Linked DNA regions of Mus musculus: all the other regions are linked to region 3. A link is a contact called in public promoter capture Hi-C data. All regions are on one chromosome and are shown on one strand. The core of a region is the stretch at or near the end of the contact, and the rest is flanking DNA. Distances in the headings are between cores, read along the strand shown. Region 1 holds the start of Cln3 (ceroid lipofuscinosis, neuronal 3, juvenile (Batten, Spielmeyer-Vogt disease)). Region 2 holds the start of Cdiptos (CDIP transferase, opposite strand). Region 3 holds the start of Armc5 (armadillo repeat containing 5). Region 4 holds the start of Sbk1 (SH3-binding kinase 1).

What was found. Promoter capture Hi-C pulls out the DNA fragments that hold promoters and counts their contacts. Capture Hi-C pulls out chosen DNA fragments and counts their contacts.
Region 1: a contact with region 3 is called in a promoter capture Hi-C map of adipose tissue, with 3 times the contacts expected there. The contact joins the promoter of Cln3 here to the promoter of Armc5 in region 3. A contact is called at or near these places in 3 of 39 promoter capture datasets (liver, neutrophils and pre-B cells) and 1 of 9 other capture datasets (adipose tissue).
Region 2: a promoter capture Hi-C map of liver shows a contact between it and region 3, with 3 times the contacts expected there. The contact joins the promoter of Cdiptos here to the promoter of Armc5 in region 3. A contact is called at or near these places in 2 of 39 promoter capture datasets (liver and pre-B cells).
Region 4: a contact with region 3 is called in a promoter capture Hi-C map of adipose tissue, with 3 times the contacts expected there. The contact joins the promoter of Sbk1 here to the promoter of Armc5 in region 3. A contact is called at or near these places in 3 of 39 promoter capture datasets (liver and neutrophils) and 1 of 9 other capture datasets (adipose tissue).

What each region holds. Positions count from the first base shown.
Region 1 is chr7:126,583,932-126,589,207 of GRCm38.p6, forward strand. Cln3 (ceroid lipofuscinosis, neuronal 3, juvenile (Batten, Spielmeyer-Vogt disease)) reads right to left here and starts at 1,886. Exons shown (of 18, transcript NM_001146311.2): 1 at 1,364-1,886; 2 at 243-349. Apobr (apolipoprotein B receptor) reads left to right here and starts at 1,077. Exons shown (of 4, transcript NM_138310.1): 1 at 1,077-1,137; 2 at 1,445-3,880; 3 at 3,966-4,231; 4 at 4,326-5,162. The coding sequence starts at 1,081. The coding sequence ends at 4,395. Il27 (interleukin 27) reads right to left here. Exons shown (of 5, transcript NM_145636.2): 5 at 5,078-5,276.
Region 2 is chr7:126,971,590-126,977,118 of GRCm38.p6, forward strand. Cdiptos (CDIP transferase, opposite strand) reads right to left here and starts at 4,257. Exons shown (of 6, transcript NM_001362232.1): 1 at 4,237-4,257; 2 at 3,718-3,802; 3 at 3,351-3,495; 4 at 3,090-3,123; 5 at 2,864-2,921; 6 at 1,031-1,318. The coding sequence starts at 3,798. The coding sequence ends at 1,283. It overlaps Cdipt (CDP-diacylglycerol--inositol 3-phosphatidyltransferase (phosphatidylinositol synthase)), which reads left to right and starts at 4,869. Exons shown (of 6, transcript NM_026638.4): 1 at 4,869-5,217; 2 at 5,329-5,463. The coding sequence starts at 5,175.
Region 3 is chr7:128,234,412-128,239,801 of GRCm38.p6, forward strand. It overlaps Armc5 (armadillo repeat containing 5), which reads left to right and starts at 2,946. Exons shown (of 6, transcript NM_146205.2): 1 at 2,946-4,178. The coding sequence starts at 3,716. It overlaps 9130023H24Rik (RIKEN cDNA 9130023H24 gene), which reads right to left and starts at 3,620. Exons shown (of 1, transcript NM_177001.3): 1 at 40-3,620. The coding sequence starts at 3,008. The coding sequence ends at 1,995.
Region 4 is chr7:126,269,891-126,275,298 of GRCm38.p6, forward strand. It overlaps Sbk1 (SH3-binding kinase 1), which reads left to right and starts at 2,606. Exons shown (of 4, transcript NM_145587.3): 1 at 2,606-3,209.

The DNA.
Region 1 (5,276 bases), core at 636-3,135, 1.7 Mb before region 3:
CAAGAGAAAACCAAGGTCCCTCCGCCCCACTGTGCAACAGAGGCTAGACTTTTAGCTGACTTCAGAGACTCAGCAGTAAGAAATAGAGCAAAGGTGCTAAGTTCACTGAGAAAGCTGCTATGGGTGTTTTTCCTGGTCTGTGATGTCAGCCGTTTGTCCTAATTGGAAGTTAGGAGAATGAGGCTGAGAGGATAGTTGGAATGTGTCACCTCACAGTTCCAAATAAGGAGTCCTTCCCTTACCTTCCACTCGATGGCAGGGCAGCATCTTGACCATTCTTCATCAAGCCTATTCCTCTGCTATGGATTCCAGCAGCCTCTGCCCACTTCTCCCGGGTCTTTTCAACCACCTGTCATTAAGATTTGCCGTTTGAAATATGCCCTCCTGTGGTGTTCTTCCTAGATCACTCAAACAGTGAGAAAAAGGATCCTCCTACCCAAACGAGTCTCTAGAAATTCTGCAGCCTCTGTCCTTAAGGAACTCACAGTAAGCTGTGAGGACACATGACCACAGTACAAGAATAACCATAGGTGAGGGTGTGGGCATTGAGCACCAATCCAGACCTTTCATCCCCAGAAAAATCTTAATGGCGTTGAAAATGGGAACCCAGAACTTCCAGTGGCCTTATCCTCACTTCTACAGCTTCTCCCCCAAATAAATCAGGAACCACAAACCCTAGCTTCCTCTCACTGAAGGCTGTGGCTTGGAGGAGGCGGAAATGGCTGAGGTGCGAATACAAGACCTGAGTCACTCAGGCTGCACTTGCCGAATGCCCCCTCCCCCATACCCAATTCTGAGGTCTCCTGTTTCCACTTTTTTTTTCCCTTTCCCCTTTCTGGCCCGATCCTCTGCCCTTTAGTTCCAGATGTGCACCCGAGTCTGAGTCACCTGGACACTGTTAAGCCATCCCCCTGCCTGTCATGAAGTCATCCATGAGCAGGGGGGAGGTGCACAGGGCCTGGGGTGGAGATTTGTCAGGGAGAGTCAGGGGAAGAGGAAGTGTCTTGGGTGCTGGGGAGGACTTCGTGGGTGGGGACGGATGGTCATTGTGAGCTTTCTGGACACACAGAGACCTGCAGGATGGATTTTCTCCGGCTTCGTCTCCCTGGGCTACATCAGGCTTTGAGGGGAGCACTGGTGAGAGGGGCAGAGAGATACCCGAAACTTCCACCATTCCTCGTAGTCTCACCTTTCCTCTCCCTTACAGCCTCTCCTGAAGCCTGAGCTCCCTTTCCTACAGTCAGCCAGACTCCTAGCCCAGTCCTTCCTGGGTTTCAATCTCCTGCCTCTACAAGTGTACCCACTTATTCAAGCTAGGCCTTGTCGGGGTCCCTTAGCAGACGTCCAGATCCCTGATTCTTACCTGGGCTTTGTTAACAGTGTACTCCTGGGGAAGTGGTTAGACCTCCCCTGAGTGCCTTCACTCTTCTTTCTTCTCTTCTAGGACTCCTTCAGTGCGTTTGTGTCCTACCTCGTAGGAGACACAGTCCCCACAGTAGAGAGGCAGACACAGGCAGCTGAGGAACTGGGAGAGGTGACTGAGGGGAAGGTTGTAGGAGAGGAAGCCCAGGAGGTACTGGAGGGACTTAGAAGTGGCCAGAGTGAGGGGGTAGAAGCACCCGAAGAGACTAGAAGATGCCAAGAAGGAAGTTTAGCTGGTGAACAGACCTGGGGGTGGAGAGCAGATAGCTCTGCAAGGCCCCAAGCAGAAAGGCAGGACACTGGGTCCTGGAAGGCAGCTGAGGATGCCAGGGGCCAGGAGCCAAGTGTCCCACTGAAGCCTGAGGCAGAGCCTGGGACTCACAGAGACAGGAGCAGTAATACAGCCCAGGAGATCTGGGAGCACGGTGAAGAGGAAGCAAGCAGTGGGGAGCCTCTGAGAACCTGTGAACAGAAGGAAGAAGAGGAGGAGGTGGTCAGAGCAGCAGAGTCAGGGATGGCCGAGGGGGTGGAGTCACAGCCAACCTGGCACAGCGAGCCTGGGGGGAATGCTGGCACTGAGGGGCAGCATGTGACAGAGGACAGCAAAGAGATAGACTGGGTGGCCAAAGACATGGTTGCAGAAATCGAATGGTTTGGTGCCAAAGGGATTGACAAGGAAGAGGAGAGGATGGTCCCAATGAGGGATGGTGAAAGGGCAAGGGCACAGGGGACACAATGCCCCGGGGCCGAGTCTGAGGACCAGGCCATGTTGAGTAGAGAGGCCTGGACAGTCTCAGACAGGGAGGGGGCTGATAGCCTAGGAGTTCAGGGAACAGAATACGGGTCAGACCCAGGAGACAACTTCCCAGGAACTACTGGGAGAGTCTGGGTCCTAGAAGAGGCTGACAAGGGAGACCAGCAGGATGAGGTCGACGAGAAGAGAGAGGCTGAAGTTAGGTTTCCGATCCAGACCCTGGAGGCTGAGAGAACTGGAGAGATGACTGAAGGCCACATAGCTGAAGAGGAGGCTATGGGAGAACAGGAAACAGAGGGCAGCTTTGAGGATGAGGAGAGGCAAGACTTAGCCATCAGGGATAATGGAGTGAGTCTAGAAGAAGAGGTACGGGCAGAAGAATCCTCCAGGGAGAAAAGGAACTCCTGGGCCACAGAGCCTACGCTAGTCCTAGACACGGAGGCTAAAGATGAACCTGACTGGGAAGACTCTCCAGAAGTCAGCACTGAGGAGTTGTTTGTGGGAGAGAGGAGTGAAGCCGCCCAGATGACACCAGAGGTATTGAGAGTAAAGGTCACTGAAGGACAGGACCCTGAGCTGGTGAGACATTCCCAGGCTTTAACTAAACAACTTGAGGAAGGACAGAAGGGTCAGGAAGAGACTAGTGGAGCTCCAGACCTGAGCCCAGAGCGGGTGCTAAGCTTGAAGGAATATCCTGGGCCTGTGGGGTTTGCAGGCCCTGAGCTAGAAGCCTGGGGAAACTGGAGTAGGGGTGTGGACCGCAGAAATAGCCAGGAGGTAAAAGCAGATGCTGAAGCAGGCAAGGAACAGACTGCAACCGAGCAGGCAGTGGAGATCCGGGCTGAAGGAGGCCAGGAGGCCCAACAGCCAGAGGTCTTCGGGTCAGGAGGAGAGGAGGCACTGACCTCCGTAGCACTTAACCCGGAGCTGGAGGGAAGCCAAGGAGCAGAGGCGGGGACAGAAGAGTCAGTGGAGGAATCCAAGCCCACAGAAAACGAGGCTGCTGAGGAGGAGGCTGTAGTGCCTTGGGAGGCAGATGGAACTTGCAGGAAGAGGAGGCTGGAGGAGGTGACTCTGAGCCTGCAAGACAGTGAGGACACAGAGACCAGTTATTTGGCTGAGGAGATTATTGTGGGTATCAGGGCCGTGGATACCGAGGAAGGGCCAAAATGGGAAGCTGGGTTGGCTCCAGAAACAGAGCTTGGGAAAGCCTGGTGTTCCGAGGGCAGAGGGGAGGCTGGGAGAGGCACGGAGCTGGAGGAGACTACAGAGAAGCAAAGTGGACAGGAAGTTGGCTTGGTGGGCTCAGCAGAGAAGGTGTCTGGCTATGATATCCAAGAAATTGATGGGACTGAAGAGGGGGAGCAGGCAGAGATGGAGACATCTGTAATGGCAGAAGACATAAGGGGGACGGATGGTGTGACTTTAGGCTCCCAGGCAGAGAGAGCAGAGGGGTCCATAACCCCCATGGAGACTGAGGGGCTCCTAAGAGATCAGATGCTGTTGGAAGAAGAGGCTGGGGGAGGGCAGTCGCGAGAGCAGAAGGTCCACAACTCAGAGGGCGAGATCCAAACGCTGGACGACTCTTCAGACCAGGAGGGGCAGCAGACACACCAAATCCCCACAGTAGCTGTGCCTGGGCCCTTGGAATCGGCTGAGGCCACGGCAGGTGCCCCAGGGGATGTTCACAGCAACTGGAATGAGGTGAGGGCTTCAGCAGGGCCCCGAGAGGGACAGGCAGAATCTGGAAGTCAGTTCTCCACAGTCCTCTATGTCCCTTATCCTGCAGGCCCTGCTCCCTGGGTCCCGCCTGGATGTCTCTGTCCCTCGGAGTCGTGTGCTCCTCTCTCGAAGCTCCTCACGGCGGCGCTCGAGGCCCTCTTTCCATCGAATCTCTGTTCCTGAGCCACAGTGTGACCCTCCCAGCCCCCAACCCCAGGCGGAGCGGCCGGTCCCTGAGCAATCCTCTCTTCAGCTAGAGGAAACTCCAGAGCTAAGTGCCACAAAGCCCGAGGGGACTCCAGTGCCAGCCAGAAGAAAAATGCTGGGGCGTGGGTAGGCACAGGGGCGCTATGCTTGGGATGGTGAGGAGGCTGCGGGAAGCTGGGGTCCACCTCCCAGAGCTCTTATGGATCTGTTCCTTCTACAGGTTTGGCTTTGCTCATCCTGGCATGATGCAGGAGCTGCAAGCCCGACTGAGCCAGCCAAAGCCACAGTGACAGGGCCTAGAGCCCTAGAGAGAGAGACCTCCCAAGAGAGTCCGAAGGCTCTTCTGGACCCTGGTTACTCTTGAGTCCCTCGGCCACTGGAATATATCTTTTCACCCTCCCGGCCTCAGCTAAACTGGATATTTATGAAGACCTTGAATCTAGGAGTCTGATTAAGCCAGTGAGGAACCTGCTCCACTGGCATCGATCATGGATTCCTTTCCCGGTGCCCTTTCACATCTGTCTCAGCTACTCGGAAGGCTACCCGGAAGACTGGGCTGGGGAAACTATTTTCCCCTAAATTTCCCCAGTATGCTCACCTGCCACCCAATGTGAGATAAGACCAGCAAGTGTAAGTGTGCTTGCGTGTAAGATAGCACACTTCTGGGGTGGAAACCAGCCCAAAGGAAAGAGGTTCAAGGGGCTGAGCAAGGGACACCACTTGGAGTCCACGGCCACCGGCAACAGATCAGTTGCTTTGAGTTTCCAAAATGACGGCTCGGTATCACAGCTCTGCAGGTTACTATGCTAACCTCCATGCCAGAGTTGGGGAACGTTGCCCAGGAACTCCAAGCACATAGGAGTAGAGAGGGGTTCTGTGTGGCTGGAAGCTTCCCCCTCCCCCCAACTCCATCCCAAACCGGCCTGTTCCTTGGGTGTCAGACCTTCCTGTGAAAAGATGTGGAAACACAAACCGGGCTGGATGGCTTTATTAGGCACCCAGCATGGTGGCCTAACTCAAGAGTGAAACAATAAATAAACCATTTCTTAAAAATAAATAAATATCCAAGAAATAAATATCTGGTAAGGACTGGAGGGCTTTTAAATTATTGGGTCAGGGCTGGGAGCTAGTGAAGCCCTGCCTGGTCTAAGGCAAACGAGCTAGAGCCTGT
Region 2 (5,529 bases), core at 3,007-5,506, 1.3 Mb before region 3:
TACTAACTTGAAATCATGTACTCCACCTGCATGTCTACAGGATGTTTGAAACGATGCTTAAATATTTAAAAGGGGGTGAATTTTAGGGGGACTCGTTCAAAATGGCCTTGATTACAGCTTAAGTAAATTTGAGACAGCTTTTGTATTGAATACTTTTGTTTTTGAGATGGGGCCTTATGTGTCCAGGTTGGTCTTGAACCCCAGATCCTCCTGGGATCCAGCAGGAGCCTGTTGAGTGGGTAGGATTCTAGTTGTTTTGTTTCTGTTTTTGTTTTGTCTTCTGTTTTTGAGACAGGACATCACTGTGTAGTCCACACTGGCTTGATACTATGAATTGGAAGCAATCTTCCTGCCTCTGCCTACTGAGTGCTGAGATTATTCAGAATTAAGAGGGATAACCCACCTTCCGTTGTTTTTTTAATCCTTGTAAGGAACTTGGGAACCTGGGATAATTTATTACTTACAGTTTTGGGGTTGTTTGTTTGGGTTTTTTGAGACAGGGTTTCTCTGTGTAGCTCTAGCTGTCCTAGAACTCATTCTATAGACCAAGTTGACCTTGAACTCACAGAGATCTACCTGCTTCTGCCTCCCTAGTGCTGAGATCAAGGGTGTGCGCGCCACCACTGCCCGGCTACTCTGTGTTCAGTTAAGGAAAGTAAGGCTGAAAGAGGTGAATGGACTTCCTCAGAGGAACAAACGAGGAGCCACAAGGGCCGCAAATACAAACCCCTCAGGGCTTCCTGCATCACCTTCTGTCTGGTAACAGGTCAACACGCTCTCTTAACCATGCGACCCCACAAGCTCAGAGGGAGAAGCAGAGGCCCAGGGTCCTGAGAACCCAAGGCAAAGGCTCTCCTGACCATCAAGAGTGGCCTCCTGGATGCAAGGGCTAGTTAAATGGTACCAGGCAGTGGGTTTGGCTCTAGCAGGTGTCTGACAACTGGATTTTAGAGAAATGCTGACATGCACTGTCTCCCTGTAGAAGAAAGGCATCCCCTGCCAGGAGCTCCTCCAGAACACTGCCACCATCTCGGGGAAGGGAGGATCCTGGTTCTTTATTAAAACCTTTTCTTCTCAGTAGCATTTGCCCACGGAGGGTGGAGGGCCCCGCGACAGTTCCAGAAGATTTTCTTGGTTTCAAAGGTGGCATTGCTTATGACCAGGAGTTCCTCCCAAGATGAGAGGCTTAGCCAGTTGCAAAAGAGAGGCCTTGAGGTTTTCACTGAGGGACATAGTGGGGGAAGGCAAGAAGCTGAGAGAGCAGTACTAGGGAGGGCCGAGCTCATCCTCCAGTTGTCAGGCTGTTGGGGAGTGGTCCCTGGAAGAAAAGAAGAGCTGGTGACTCTCTACACTTAGGGCTCCTGTCATTTCCTTCCATCTTTCGCCTGGCCATCCAAGCCACACACCACCCTTGAGCATAGACCCCATGCTCCACCTATCCACATAACCCATTTCTCCATGCACACAGCCACCTACACCCTCCTTTCCCAGCCTTCAACTCTGTCCACCTCCCTCATCACCCACTCGTTACTCATCCATCTTCCCTCCCAATCATCTCTCATCTCCCACTTACACTTGAGAGCTGGGGCTTTACTTTGCTCAGAGCTGCACTCCAGGACAGTGCATACAGCAAGTGATTAGCACATGCTGAGCTAACATATCCACTCATCATGTTCCCATCTGCCAACTACTCCTTCAGTTCACTCATCCCTTCCTATCTAATGTTTGTTTGCTTTTTATTTTAAATATTTATTTACTTGTCTACCTATAGGGTAGTATATAGATAGCTCTAGCTGAGTTAAAACTCCCTCTGTAAACCAGGCTGGCCTGGAACTCACAGAGGTCAACCTGTCTCTACCTCCTGAAGCTGAAATTAAAGGCATGTACTGCCACATCACGCTTTTTGTATATTTTTAAATTTATGTGTATTGGTGTTATAGGTCTGTGTACCACTTGTGTGCCTGGGGCCTGTGGAGACCAGAAGAGGGTATCTGATGCCCCTGGAACTGGAGTTATGGATTGACCATTGTGAGCCATTACCTGTGGGTGCTAGGAATCGAATCTGGGTCCTCAGGAAAACCAACAAATGCTCTAAACTGCTGAGCCATATCTCTCCAGCCTCTTTTATTATGTATATATACTTTCTAAATTTCTGTTTGAGACAGGGTTTCTCTGTGTAGCCTTGGCTGTCCTGGAACTCACTCTCCAGATCAAGTTGACCTCAAACTTGTACACCCAGCTCTGTCTCCAGAATGCTGAGCTTAAAGGCATATGCCACCATGCCTGGCAGGTCCTAGAGCATACCAGCTACTCACAACCTCCCTGACTAACATACCTCTGTACCTTGGCCCATACAATCCCTACTGCTTAGAATACTTAGAGCTGTTTCCCTAGAAAATTTTTTTCTTTAGGTGTTTCCTTCTTCAGGAAGCTCTATGATGCCTTTCCTTCCTAGCCCAGATGAGGATGGGGTAAAAATAGTCTTATTGTTTTCTCTTCTTAGGTAGGCACCATTCCATATTGTGTTGTCACTGACCATTAATTTGTCCTGGTCTCATTCTAAACTGAATTCTGCTGGACATGGTGGTGAGCACCTTTAATCCTAGTACTGGGGAGGCAGAGGCAGGTTTATCTTTGTGATGTCAAGGCCAGGCTGGTCTACATGGCAAATTCCAGGGCAACCATGCTACATAGGGAGACACTACCTCAAACAAACAAAAACAAACAAACAAACAACCCCCTGAATTCTTATAGGGCTGAGTCTCTACCGTGCATTCTGTCCCCCCAATCATCTAACTCCTAACACATGGAACGGCACACAGGGGAAGCTGGAAATGTTGGAATTGAATAACCTCATACAAACCTTTTCACGAGGAGATGGCAGAAGGTGTGCCTTGGTTCGGGTTCGATTTTTGTCAGAGCTGGAGATGACAGAAGACAACAGAATAGGCTGAGAATCAGGAACTGGAGCATCAGGAGGGAATAGAATAGAACTTCATGGTTGAAAACTTCCCCCTACCCTGCTGGGATGCTGTCAACCCTTGCTCTCTCCCCACAGGCTCCTGGGAGAAGGACAGAGCCTCACTCACCGGGTGTCAGTGCCTCGGGTCTTAGTGAAGAACACTGGAATTAGAGGCCCCAGTTAAAGGAACAACTTTCCCCATGTTTAGAAGAGTTGTGGCTAGAGCAGGTAGGGACAAGGGGGTTCCTGGGTAGTGACAATGAATGAGTTAGAAGTTAAGGGGCACTGTGCCTAGGATGGGCAAGGAGGCAGAAGATTCCTGGGGAGAGCAGCTATGGTTGGGAGTGAGTCAGGGACTGGTCTCTAGATGAAGAAGGAGAGCGTTCACCATGTCTAGATATCTGAGTCCCTTGGTCTTTTGTGTTCTTTTCCTTATTGGGCAGAGGACTCAAACGGGAGCGAGCAATAAACAGTGCTTCGTCTGTAAGTTCTGTGCTGATTCGGGTCAGGAATTCTTCAGAGCAGGATAATTTCTGAAAAGGAAGTTAGAATTCAGTCTGCAAATTCCCATTGGTCTGGTGTCTTCCAGGCTGCAGGCTCTGGCTTGGGAAACTGGTATTAGAAGGCCCTAGACCTGGAAAGCTGTCTGTGGGGCCTTAGGGTTAAGGCTCAAGGCTAAGGCTCAAGGCTCATGGCTCAGACAGGGCTCCCTGCCTGGCTCTTCCCATCTCCTTCACTTTTCCATTGTCGTTTACCTGCCCTCCACCTAAGGAGGCGGCAGCTTGAGATGACCTGATGTCCTTTTTGTCCCCACTCCTGGCAGATGTGGATGCCATCCTCCTGGAAACGAAGTTTTTGTTAGACTGAGAAGCCAACCCACACCCCCTCAGATTCCGCCTCACTCCACTCCCGGGGCCCCAGATTTATTTAGTCCATAACTATAGCTCAAACATCCTACTGACTCAGTTCTGTCCTTGAAAAAATTGGTTGTTTTGCCTACTAAGTTGAAGGGAGGGGCTCTCAGAACAACTCCCTTCCCTATTCCCTCCAGAGCCCTTCTTCCTCCTTTTCTGCCAAGGCACTTCCTTAGGCAAGACAGCCAACATGCAGTCCCCGACCCGGCTAATTGGTTGAAATCTTAGGGTACTCGGCAGGAGGGGGGACGGAAAGTTCTAAGGGGACCCTATGATGGGCCTCAGGGGATTGGGAGTCCGGGAAAGAAGGTTGGGAAGAGGGAGAGCCAGGGAAGTGCTGCTCCGGATTGCTATAAAGACCTAAATGTTTACGGAAGTTCTATGGTTCCGTTGCTAGGAGACTAGAGGTTCTAGAACTAAGGACAATGTCCTAGTGTGCCATACTGGCTCTCCTGATTCCTTCTTGGAGGCGGTGACCCCAGAGTTATATCAAGGCATTTAGGAGATGGAAAGGCGTTAGGGTGGAACTTGGGCTCTAATCCTCCCACCACCAGGGCGGCGCTAGAAGCAAGCGGCAGGCATGCTCGGAGCCTCTCTAGCCACCTCTTCCCAGCCTGGGTCCCGGAGAGCGACGAGGATCGCAAGCGTCGCGGGCGGGGAAGCGATGTGGGCTGTACTAAGTCACCCAATCTCTTGGGGAGGCGCAGACTCGGGACGGAGTAATCTCTACGCCTTACGGTTGCCTCCAGGAGTTTACGCCCTCTGTGAAATGCAAAATGCAGATTCCCTCTCAGGTCTCTTCTGCTGCTCCCTTTCCAGTTTCTTCCTTTGCGGCTGGCTCTCGAGTCTCTCCCCTCCCCTGTGCGTTGGTACGAGCCGAAGCCTAGGGGCCCCGGCAGGAAAAGGAAGCAGGCCGGCCTTAAAGGGACCTCAGCCATTATTTATTTAATTAATTTATTTATATTTAAAAGCCGCTCTCTCCTTCTTCCGATGTTCTTAACGTCCCGGACAGAAGAGTAGGCTCCAGAAGCCAGGCGCAGCGGAGCTGCGGAGCCCGCTGCTGGAGACGTCAGCTCCTGCCCATCGGAAGGCCAGGTGTGCGTGAGCTGTGCCCAGGGGTGTCCCGCACCCCGGCGCCCTGCGGGCTCTAACAGCTGGGATTGCCCGGGGGAACTGGGCCCAGGGCTCAGGTGGAGCGGCTGATGCCCGGAGCTGAAAGGTGAGACCACGCTGGTAAGGCTGGTACCAAGACCTTGCCCCTCCAGACCTGGGCCGAGACGACAAGGGGAGCCGCCAAGATGCCAGAGGAAAATATCTTCCTGTTCGTGCCTAACCTTATCGGTGAGTGCTGCCTGCGGCCCCAAAACCAGCGGGGTGGGGGTGGGGAGGGGCGCGAGAAACCCTAAGCTGGCTCCCCAATCACACCCTGTACCTCTCCCATCCCATCCCAAGGTTATGCCCGGATTGTCTTCGCCATCATTTCCTTCTACTTTATGCCCTGCTGCCCCTTCACGGCCTCCTCCTTCTATCTACTCAGCGGACTCCTAGACGCTTTCGATGGACACGCAGCTCGAGCCCTTAATCAAGGTGACAGAACTTTACCACCACCAGCACTAACTGGGGTCCCAACATCCTCTGTCCTTTCCCTGCTTT
Region 3 (5,390 bases), core at 1,696-4,195:
TTAACAGAGCCAAAGACCAAATAGTAAGCAGCATAAACAGAACCAAACCATAACAACTATTTATTGAGTGCCAACTATAGATGTGCTATACTCAGATTTTCAACTCAAACCCAGGGGTTGTGTTTTTTGAAGTACTGTTGATGGAAACACATCAAGAATTTCTCTAATTACTTACTCCTGCTTGGAGTAAGTTTCCCCTACACAGTTTAAAGAGCCAGAGCTGTTCATGCCTTTCAGATTTGCTCCAGGTGACACCCCATCTCCAATGCCAGCATCATTCACTCTATTACTGTTGCGGTGCCTTTATTAGAAAATAGACTACTCCAGGAGTGTCTAGTTCATTTCGGCAATCTTAGAAACTGATCCATGAGTTTCCATGATGTTTTCTGAATGATACAATAAACAAGACCCCAGATTTGAGAACTGAGGCTTACTAAGCCATTCCCCTAACCAGGCACTTCATGAAAGTTGGTATATCCATGGAATAGTCACAGCCTGGTTGAGGTACACTGCATATTTCACAGATGAAGAAACTGAGAGCCAGAAAAAGAAATGAGTCACACAACTAGAGACAAACCCAGTCACTTAGAAACTGAGGCTGGGTAACCTGATTCTCTTCCTCTTTTAGCCTCTTATTCTATACAGACACAGCAAGCTTGATAAACGGCAGCAAAACTGGAGGGCAGGGGATCCAGATTCTGCAGTTAAGGATGGATGGACTGTCACAAAAGATTGAGGAGACACTTGTATGCATGTGGTGCAGACAAGGGCACCTCTCGGGAAAACAAGCAGTCTCTTATTGCTTGGACTCTGCTCAAAGACTATGTGGTGCTCTGGGAAACCCTGTGCTCCCATATAGGATAATGTTAGCAGTAGAAATACATTTGTGTGGGCAACCTCCTCTATATCAGACAGAAAGGCCACACTGAATCTCCAAAGTCCAGAAGTTTTCACTATTCTTCCACTGATGGAGGAAGGAAAGGGCGTGAGGGGGGCAGGGGGATTTTCAAGGGAAGGGACTGAAGACTAGAAAAGAACGAGATGACAAATCTTGGGCCTTTGCCCCTGCCTAGAAATACCATAAAGTATCCTGAACTCAACATCTATTTCTTTGTTTCTACCTCAACCTCTAGCACCCTAGTGTAAGCAGTAGAGAGAGTTAATGAGTGGTGAAGAGTTCCTCAAATGGTTTCTTACACCCAGAGTTTATGTAACAATCCCAAGGTCAAATTCTCCGGTCCTTTTGCCAAGACATAGCCTTTGATCATCCCCTTTGGTCCTCCTCCAACCTCTGGCTACTGTAGTCCTCACATGGACTTTGCCTGGTTTGTAATCCTCTTCCTCCAGAGAAAAAGGAGTTGTTGCTTTTGTCATGGTTAGCCTATCTGCAGCTGGGGCAGGAGCTATGTGGTTTTGGGCATCTAAAAACTTTTGTCTAGCTAATGGAGATTCTGAATGAAATCTCAGAAAACAGGACTTTTGTGTGTGCATGTGTGTGTGTTTAAATCTTGTTTCTCTGAAGGCAGACACAGCTCTAGTGCTGTTCGTCTAGCCTGTGGCTCAACCCAGATGCCATTTGTGAACCCCATTAGTGGCCCTTAGTTAAGTCACCTTCGGGACGTAGAAAAAAAGAAAAAAAAAAAAAAAAAAACTAACAACACTCTGGTCCCTTCATTGAAGCCAGGGATAACTGCAGAAACTCTCATCTTGGAACACCCATTGATGTTAGACAAGGCTAAGCGTTATGGGCAAAGGCTTGCCTTATTAAGGGGCAGATGGAGGTCTTCTTGCTCATGTGGGTCACCTGGTAGAAGAGCAAGTGGGAAATCTGACTGCAGCTCTTGACAAACCTGCAAATGAAAGGCCTTTGCTTGTGTGCATAGGCTGGTGTCCACAAAAATACTAGCTGCAATCAGGAAACTTCTAGGGTTTCTTGCCCATGTGTGAACATTGATGGAACTGTGGTGTGAGATTTTTGCCACATTCTGGAAAGGTCATTTGCTCAAGTGGATGCGCTGGTGTTCAGTGAACATGGTGATCTCACTAAAGCCACGACCACATTCAAGACACCTGAAGGGCGGTTCTCCATTGTGAGTGCGCTGGTGCCGTAGGCAGTTTGAGCTGTTGGTGAAGTTCTTGCCACACTCACAGCAATTGTAGGGCTTCTCACCCGTGTGTGAACGCTGGTGTTCTAGCAGATAGGAACTTCGCCCAAAGCTGTCTCCGCACCAGGCACAGAAGTAGGGTTTCTCGCCTGTGTGACAGCGCTGGTGCTGTAAAAGGTTAGAGCTCAGGCTGAAACTCTTGCCACAGAGGCCACAGCGGTAGGGTTTCTCACCAGTGTGAGTTCGCTGGTGCTGGATCAGGTTGGAGCTAACCCTGAAAGTCTTTCCACACTCAGCACACGCATAGGGCTTTTCCCCAGTGTGCACCCGCTGGTGTTTTGCTAGGTCTGCACTGCGACCAAAGGCCTCTCCGCACTCCATGCACTTGTGCGGCCGGAGACCTGAGTGAGAACGACGGTGTTTAGTGAGATTAGAGCTGAGGCTGAAGCAACGGCCACATTCTGGGCAGGGGTATGGTTTTTCACCACTGTGAACTCGGTAATGCTTAACCAGATCTGAGCCACGCCGGAAGCTTTTGTCACACTCTGGACAGCTGTAAGGGCGGTCACACCCATGGCTGCTTTGATGGTGAATGAGATCAGAGAGACTGGGTACAGCCAACCCACAATCCCTACACTTGAAAGCTTTGGGGACTGCAGGATCACTGGTCTTGACAAAGGTTTCTTCCTTGGGGCCAGAGCCTGACCTACATAAGTACTGCTGGTCCAGCATTTTTTCCACGGGGGCTGGTTGTTCCGGCCGCGCCAGGAGGGGGCGCTCATGTAGCGCGGTCTCGCGATCCAGGGGCGACCTGGGGGCTCCCGGGAATTTTGACGTCCGGTTCTCCAGCAGCTTAGCCCCATCTAGATTCTCCCTGGTCACTTCTGGAGCCGCAAGTTCCATTGCGGCCGAAAAGCGCTCGGTTTCCTAAATGCCACCCGTTTAACTCATCAGCACAGTTGGAGAACGGGGCACTGGAGGCTTGGAGGCCGGTACCGGAAACGGAAAGGTCCCCAAGCCCGAGAGACTCTAGGAAGTGGCAGCGAACTTTCCCGGTAGGTTTAACTCTTTCATTCGCTTGGCGAGACCTTTCTGTCGGGAACTTAGCACTTTTGAAACGGCTTGGGGTTCTGCGAGTCTGTCAGTCCGGCTTTCGGAGCCATTGATCACCGCGCTTTGAGGGTTGCCAATCAAGTCTGAACGTCGCCGACAAGGACGTACCGGGAGCGAAGTGGCTAAGTCACGTTGGGGAGCACAGGACAGCACTAAGACTCCACCGCGGGGCGTCTGATCCTAGGAGCAACAGTTCACTCTTCGGCCCCGGGAGGAGTTTCTCACCCACTTAAACTGCACTAAGCTTGGCGCCGACTACATATCCCAGCATGCACCGCACGCGCCTCTTACTTTCCCACAGATAAATACCATTCTCGCCATGTCTTCTGCGACTGTGCAAGTACCGGAGTTCCAGAATCTAGAACTTGAACTTCCGACTCGCAAGATAACTGCGGCGGCGCTATTCCGAGGAGCAGCCTGGCCACGCCCCCCTCTTCCAGTTCCGCTCTCTCAGAGTACCGGCGAGACGCGGGGCGGAGCCTGAGGCCCGGGCCAAGATGGCGGCTGCGAGACCGGCCCTTACGGACTCGCTCTCGTTTTGCCTCGCGCAGCTCACGGCGGCGGCCGGGGAGGGGCCAGGTGGGGGAAAGGACCCAGCTACCAACGAGACACCCCTGGGCCGCGCGCTCTTAGCTCTTCGCACGCGCCACATCAAGGCGGCAGAGGGGATTGAGCGCTTCCGGGCACGCGGCGGGCTCCGCCCCCTTCTCGCCCTGCTCCGCCGAACGGCTGCTGCGGGCCCCGCCCCGTCCCAAGCAGCCTCTGGCTCCGCCCCTTCGTCGGTTGCGTCAGCTGGTTCTACCCCTGGCCACGCCCCCGCTGCCGAGTCGCTCTTGACGCCTTCGTTGCCAATGCGCCTGCGCAAGACGCTGGATTTGGCGCTCAGCATTCTAGCCAACTGCTGTACAGAAGGGGCGTGCCGGGCCGAAGTGCGGAGACTTGGAGGCATTCTCCCTTTGGGTAAGTGCTCCGCCCCCATTTCTTAGAAAGGTTCCAACCCACAGTATCTGCGCTGCCCTTCCATTATGCCAGGCCTCTGAGTACATGCTTTGTGATGGTGCAGCGCCACTCATCTCCTCAGGTGTGATGCTATGTGACGTCACTGCTCTCTCCATAAATTAGACCTGGACCTGCCCAGACCAGAAGTAGATACTGACTCCTGCCTCACTTTTGAGCAAGTGGCTTATACTTTGTTTTTGGTGCTTCTCGGGGACAGTACCCGTCCCTGTGCAAGGCTTCACATGGAAGAGCAGGAGGCCAGAAAGTGTAGTTTTAAAAGTTAGAAAGTGAGTTTAAAAGTCAGACATACCAAGCAAATCACCCAACCCCTCCAAAGCAAGAATTCTTTGTGTAATAACAATAGCTACCCGACAGGATTGAAGTTGAGTAGAAAATGAAATTCAAATGTACAGTGCCCAGACTCCAAGCATAAGTGGGTACTTAAACACAGGAAACAAATTCCAGCAGAGGATCAGCCTTTCTGTGTACCGGGTGATTTGGCGCCTCCTTATGGTGATGATGGGAACAAAGTTGCATCATTGCCTGTCCTGTATCTCAATTTTGACAAAAATCTTAATTTTTAAAGTGAAGCATTTTTATATTTAAACTTGCATAGATTGCAAGTAATGTGTTTGACAGTAGGCTTGATGGAATGCCAAGTTCTCTCTAACCTTGCCTGCTGTGCTGGGCCGTATTGCCTTTTGATTGGCAGGGATAAAAGTTAACTTGGTTCAAGCCAAGTTACCTGGACTACATGACCACTTCAGCCGCTCTTCCTGACATATTCCTTTCTCTGGTAATACCCTCCCACCGCAGTTGCCGGAGTGTATCTTGTCATTCCCCTTAAAGCCCTTTGGTGGCTTCTGTGGCCTTCACATTTATATTTTGACTCCTTGGACAGGCATTTGAGGGGCTTTGTGAAATCATAGCACAGACACTTTTACCCTGGGGCATTTGGAAAAGCTGCTGCAAACCATTTACCATCCCTCGGGCAAATATCCATTCAGTCAGTCCTCCAGCTCTTGCTCCTCTTTTAGCATCTTCTGAAGACCTTCTCTAACCCTCACCTCTCTTTCCTCTCCCTCCCTCCCCACTCTCTCCTTGAGATGTTGGGGCTTGGCTCAGGGTTTGGTACAAGCTAGACAAGTACTCTGCCTCTGACTTATATCCCCA
Region 4 (5,408 bases), core at 1,356-3,855, 2.0 Mb before region 3:
GAGGATGTACTCTCAGCTCCAGTGTCTGGGGACTCCGTTATAAGACACAAGAAGATACCCTTTCTCTTCCAGTCTCCTGCTCTTACACCCAGTCACTCACACAGACACCCCCAGCCCTGCCAAGTTGCTTGTTTGAAGCACCAATACCTCATTTTGGAAGGGGCGGGGGAAAGGCAGGGAGGCTGGGATGAAGTGGAAGAGAGCAGGCAGCTACAGAATTGTTTTAGAGGATAACTTGTGTGGAAATTAGCAGACAAGGTTGGTGTTATGGACGGAAGGAACCAAATGTACAAAGATGTGGAAAAGCAAGAAGTTGATGTTCCAGAAGAGCTTGCTGATGCCAAGGCTGAGTGGAGAAGAGAGATTCCCTGGACTGGTGTGGCAAGCAGGCACTAGATGCTGACAGCCTGCAGCACAGGGCATCTTTGGATTTCTGTTGCTGTGAACAGACACCGTGACCACAGACACTCTTATAAGAAAACATTTAGTTGGGACTGGCTTACAGTTCAGAGGTTTAACCCAATATCATGGCGGGAAGCATGGAAGCAGACAGGCAGACAGAGCGCTGAAGAGGTAGCTGAGAGTTCTATACCCATTTCCTCAAGCAGCAAGAAGAGAGAGTGACCCTGGGCTTAGCTTGAGCATTTGAAACTTCAAAGCCTACCCCCAATGACACACTTTCCTCCAACAAGGTAACAGCTCCTAACAGTGCCACTCTCTAAGAACTTATGGAGGCCATTTTCCTTCACACCACAATACAGCGTAAGCTTTACCCTGGAGGGGACAGGGGATGCTTGGCAAGCTCATTAGGAATGCAACCTAAGAGACATTGTTCTCAACAGAGCTGGTGCCCACAAAGGACCTGGTTTCCAGAAAACTAACTTTCAGTAAAAGTGGGAGGAAGGTGGGCTAGGATTACAAGTAGCAGTAGCAGTAGTGTGGGCTGCCAAGCAGAAGTCTGCGCATCAGCTTTGGGTGTTTGTTTCTTCGTTTCTTCGTCCAGTTCTGGGGACTGAGTCCAGGGTCTTCCCTATGCCAAGACTGAGCCACATTTCTAGTTCCTGTCTGTAGTTTATTCAACTTAGGTGTGTGTGTGTGTGTGTAGAGGGCAGAAGTTGACATTATCAGGTGTATTCTTCAATCCCTCCCCAGCTCATTTAACTTTTTGTGGGTGCGTGGTATGCATGCATATGTGTGTGTTTGCATGTATGTGGGGTGCACATGCATGTGTGTGCATGTGCAGACGGAGGTTGATTCTCTTGTTCTCTATTTTACAAATTGAGGCATGGTTTCTCACTTGAACCTAGAGCTGACTCATTCGGCTAGTCTTGCTAGTCAGCTTGCTCTGGGGATCCTGTCTGCCTCCTAAATGCTGGGATTCTAGGCTGCTACACCTGCCCAGCCATAGCTGAGTCCTGGGGGCCTGAACCCTGGTCTTTAGCAGCATCTCGCTTGGTTCCCCTTCTCCCCTCCCGTACTTATTTATTTATTCAGAGACTGGGTCTTTCACTGGAACTCACGGATCAGATCAGGCTGGTCCCTGGGATCCACCTGTTTCTGCCTTCCCAGGGCTGGAACTACAGGTGTCATGGCACTGGAGGAACTCAAGTCCCTCATGCTTGCCTGGCAAGCACTTTACTTAATAAGCCGTCTTCCCAGCTCCACCTAAGGCTACCTGAGTTTGCAATAACCAGCTCTAAAAGTTCTACCAGCAGCTGGAGTGGTTGGAAGAGGATGCTAATTTGAGAAAACAATCTGATCAGAGATTAAAAGGAGGAGAGATTTTGGGTGCGTCGGGGGCTTTTTCTATGAATAAAATAGTATGCTGCATGGGAGACTGGGCCTCTGGAAGGATGCGTTCGTTGTTCCCACTCTGTCGCCATCTCTGCTCGATCGCCCCACCTGCATCCAGGCTACAATTTCCGGTTAATGAACAAAGCTCTTCACACCCGGGTGGCTTTGCACAGCTGCTGCTTCAGCCAGGAACCCCCCACCCCCTTCTTCCGTTCTGCTATACACCTTTAATCCCAGCTTTTCCTTAAACTTACTTCGCGGTCTCCCTACAGCAGAGCTCGAAAGTTCTGCCTGAACCCTGCACGGCCCCACAGACCCCAGGTCTCTGAGTAGCCTAGTAGTCTTATGAGGTCCCCTGGAAATCGAATGGATAGGTGGAAGGATGAATGGGCAGACAGGCGGGTGAACAGATGGACCGGTAGTTGAATGAGCGAGTGCATTCTGAATAGGAGAGCTCGGATTTATTTTTCTTCTTTGAAACAGATCCAGGCTCCGCCCCACAAGCACAGGCTGGAATAGTCTGGGACAGTCTAGCCCCTCGGGGACCAAGCAGCTGGACCAGGTGACCCTCTGTGACTCCCCCGAGCCCTCTCTAACCTCGTTCTGGCCCCCTCCTGGGCTCTGACCTAGAAAAAGAAGCTTATGCCAATGACCGGCGGGCCTTAGGACCCCGCGTGGCCGGAAAGCGGGCGGGGCATCGTGCGGCTCCCGCGGCGGTGGGGAGGTCCAGGCCCGTGGCGCCTGGCGGGAGGGCGCGGCGGGAGTGCGCGTGCGCGGAGCGCGCACCCGGCGCGGCGGACAAAGGCGCGTGCGGCGGCGCGCGAGGCGGAGGGCGGAGCGGCGGGCGGGCAGGTACGCGCCGGCGGGAGGCGGAGCCGCGAGGCCGCGATGGAGCGCAGCCCGGGCGGGCACCGGCGCTGGAGCCCGAGTGCCGGGCGGAGCGGGAGCCTCAGCCGGAGCCGCAGCCTCAGCCCGCGCCAGGCCGGGGCAGGAGCCCGCAGGGCCGGGCTGCTCGCAGCGGCGGCGCCCGAACCCCCCAGCGGCTGAGCGGTGACCTCCATCCTCGCACGCGGCTGCTGGGACGCAGCGACCGATCCAACCCGGGCCCCCCAAGATCTGCTTGCTACAACCGCACACCTCAAGACACAGAGAGACCCAGGCTTGGGGCGCTAGCCTCCCTAATCCGCTACTCCGGCACACAGGGACCCCAAACCTAGGACAGCAAGATCCTCTTGCTAACGAGAAGCCGCGGGCACCCCAAAGCCTCGGGACCCGGGCGACCAAGCCCCTTGCGACGCCTTCAGCGTCCCGGCTCATGGTGGTAGTGGTGCCCTGAGCCCCTCTCGGGCCGGGCAGACGAAGATCGACACGGCGCCCAGGCCCCCTGCCGCGGCGTCCCCGCGGCCCCAGCCCAGGTAAGTGGGACCCAGGTGAGGGGCGGCAGGTGAGTGGTACCGAGGTCCCTAGAGTCCTGCAGGTGGGGAAGGAAGTCCAGAGTGCGCGCTCCCCCTCCTCAGCGTCGCCATGGAGCCGAGGCTGAAGGACGTCTCTTTGTGTCTCGCTTGGAGGAGCCGCCCCCTCCTCCTCTCCCTTCCCCCACCTTCCACCCCAACCCTGAGATTTGGGCACAGCTTCGGACCCCGGGAGAGAGGAGTTGCGACGCCCTGGAGAGGGGTTAGAAGGTGGAGAGTCTCCCCGGAATAGCCTGGAGCCTTAGACCTTAGGTCCTTTGAAGAATAAAGACACGTAACTATCATCTCCCAAAGACCAAGCTGAGTTCTTAAGTGACACCCACCCTCCCCACAGGAAAGAGAAAATTTGGGGCGCCCAAAGGTGAGAGGTGCCTGCATTCTGCAGCTCTGGGTGACAGCTGGGGCTTTGGGTGTGTGCCTTTGTCTGAGAGGGCAGGGAAGGGGCGTGTTTGAGAGGATGAGTCTCTTATTTTCTGACTCTGAGACCCCAGCTCAGGTCTCAGTGGGGCTCTTTATCCAGTCCCTCTTTGTGCTCCCTGCAGAACAGGGAGAGGACAAGCCCTCTCAGTGAACAGCTAGTTTGGGGGAGGGAGGTACCCTGAATGAAGAAACCATTTCGGGTCAGAGCACCTTTCTGCCCCTCTAAGTCCCAAGGACAGCAAACCTGAGTGTTTTCCCTTTTTCTGACCCGGGGAACACCTAGGGCCAAGTCCGGGACTGGGACACTGTGTCCTCTACGATGCAGGAGTGAGTCTGGATTCTTGCTTAAGCTTTCCAAAGCATCTACAATCAAGAGGGCCTCAACAAATGTCCTAAACCCCAGGACCCAGGGAATGCCGGAAGATCTTGGGTGCGTTGTACCCCGAGAAAGGGCAGGAAGGTTTTTTTCAGCCTTCCACAGACAGGTGTAAAGTCAGGTAGGAGGTGAGCAGACAGGCTGGGGAAGGCAGGATTCAGAACACAGAGCCCTATAGAAGTTTCTTTGTTCGTTTATTTATCCATTCATTGCAACATCTACCGTGTCTGAAGCTCCAGCCCTGGAGTTTGGGGCTTCCCCTCATCTTTTCCTGATGATCAGGCTTCAGATCCTTGGGCTGTTTTGTTTGTCCAGACCATGTCAGGACCAGCTGCCCAACCCTTGACCCCTTGTCCCTGTGACACCTGATTCCCCAGATCAGACCTGAGCAGCTGATACCTTCCCATCACTACTGCCTGGACTCCTCTCTGATGCTGGCTTTGCCCCATGAGTACAGATGTAGCCTGGGTCAGCACTCTTGCAGATCCCCCCTGCAGACTCAAGGACAGTCAAGGCAGCCACCCCCCCTCCCCCCAGGAGAGGATGTGCGAAAGCCAGTTGCCCTGAAGATGAGGTGACCTTGATCAAGCCTGTGGCACTTCCCAGAGAGAATGAGAGTGAACTACATATCTGCAGCCAGCTTGGTGGGTACAGATTGAAGCCAGACTGTCAGGAGCATTTAAGGTGTGTCCTAGCCACCTTGGAAGTTTATTTTGTGCAGTGGGTTGGAGCCCGGGGCTTAGTCACATACTCCACAGGCAAGAAAGTAGAAGCAGAGGCTGGAGAGAAGTTCAAATGACTGTGAGCAGAAAGAGCCATTATGAGGCCAGAAGGGGACTGGCAGGAAGACTTTCACTCTTTGTTAACCTGCCGCGGCTCCCCATTGAGTAGCCCTAATGAAGTAGCTTGGCAGCCCAGCTCTCTGCAGCCTGCCCTAATTTACATCTTGAGCACCCGCACATTACCTGGCTCATCTCCATGACTCTTAACTCTTTATCATATAAAATCCCCCTGACCCAGAGCCCCACTCTAGGATGGCTTGGCAGCTGTTTCTACCTCTACCTCCCCTTTTGCTCTGGCTTAGACTGCACATGGTAGAGAGCCCAGGCTAGGTGATTGGTGGCTGGGCAGCTTAGTGGCATTTGTTTCCATGTGCTGTGAGACTGCACTCCTAGGCTCAGCTTTGGGAATCTGGGGCTGTCCTGTTCTGGCCACACCAGCACCGTTGAGCCTACAGCCTGATGTCTTAGCATTTGGAGAATACAGCGTAGAGCCCCAGTTTGCTGATCAGTGTATTTCACATGTCTGTGTTTGTTACTGACGCTCAGAAATTCTTGGAGGATTTC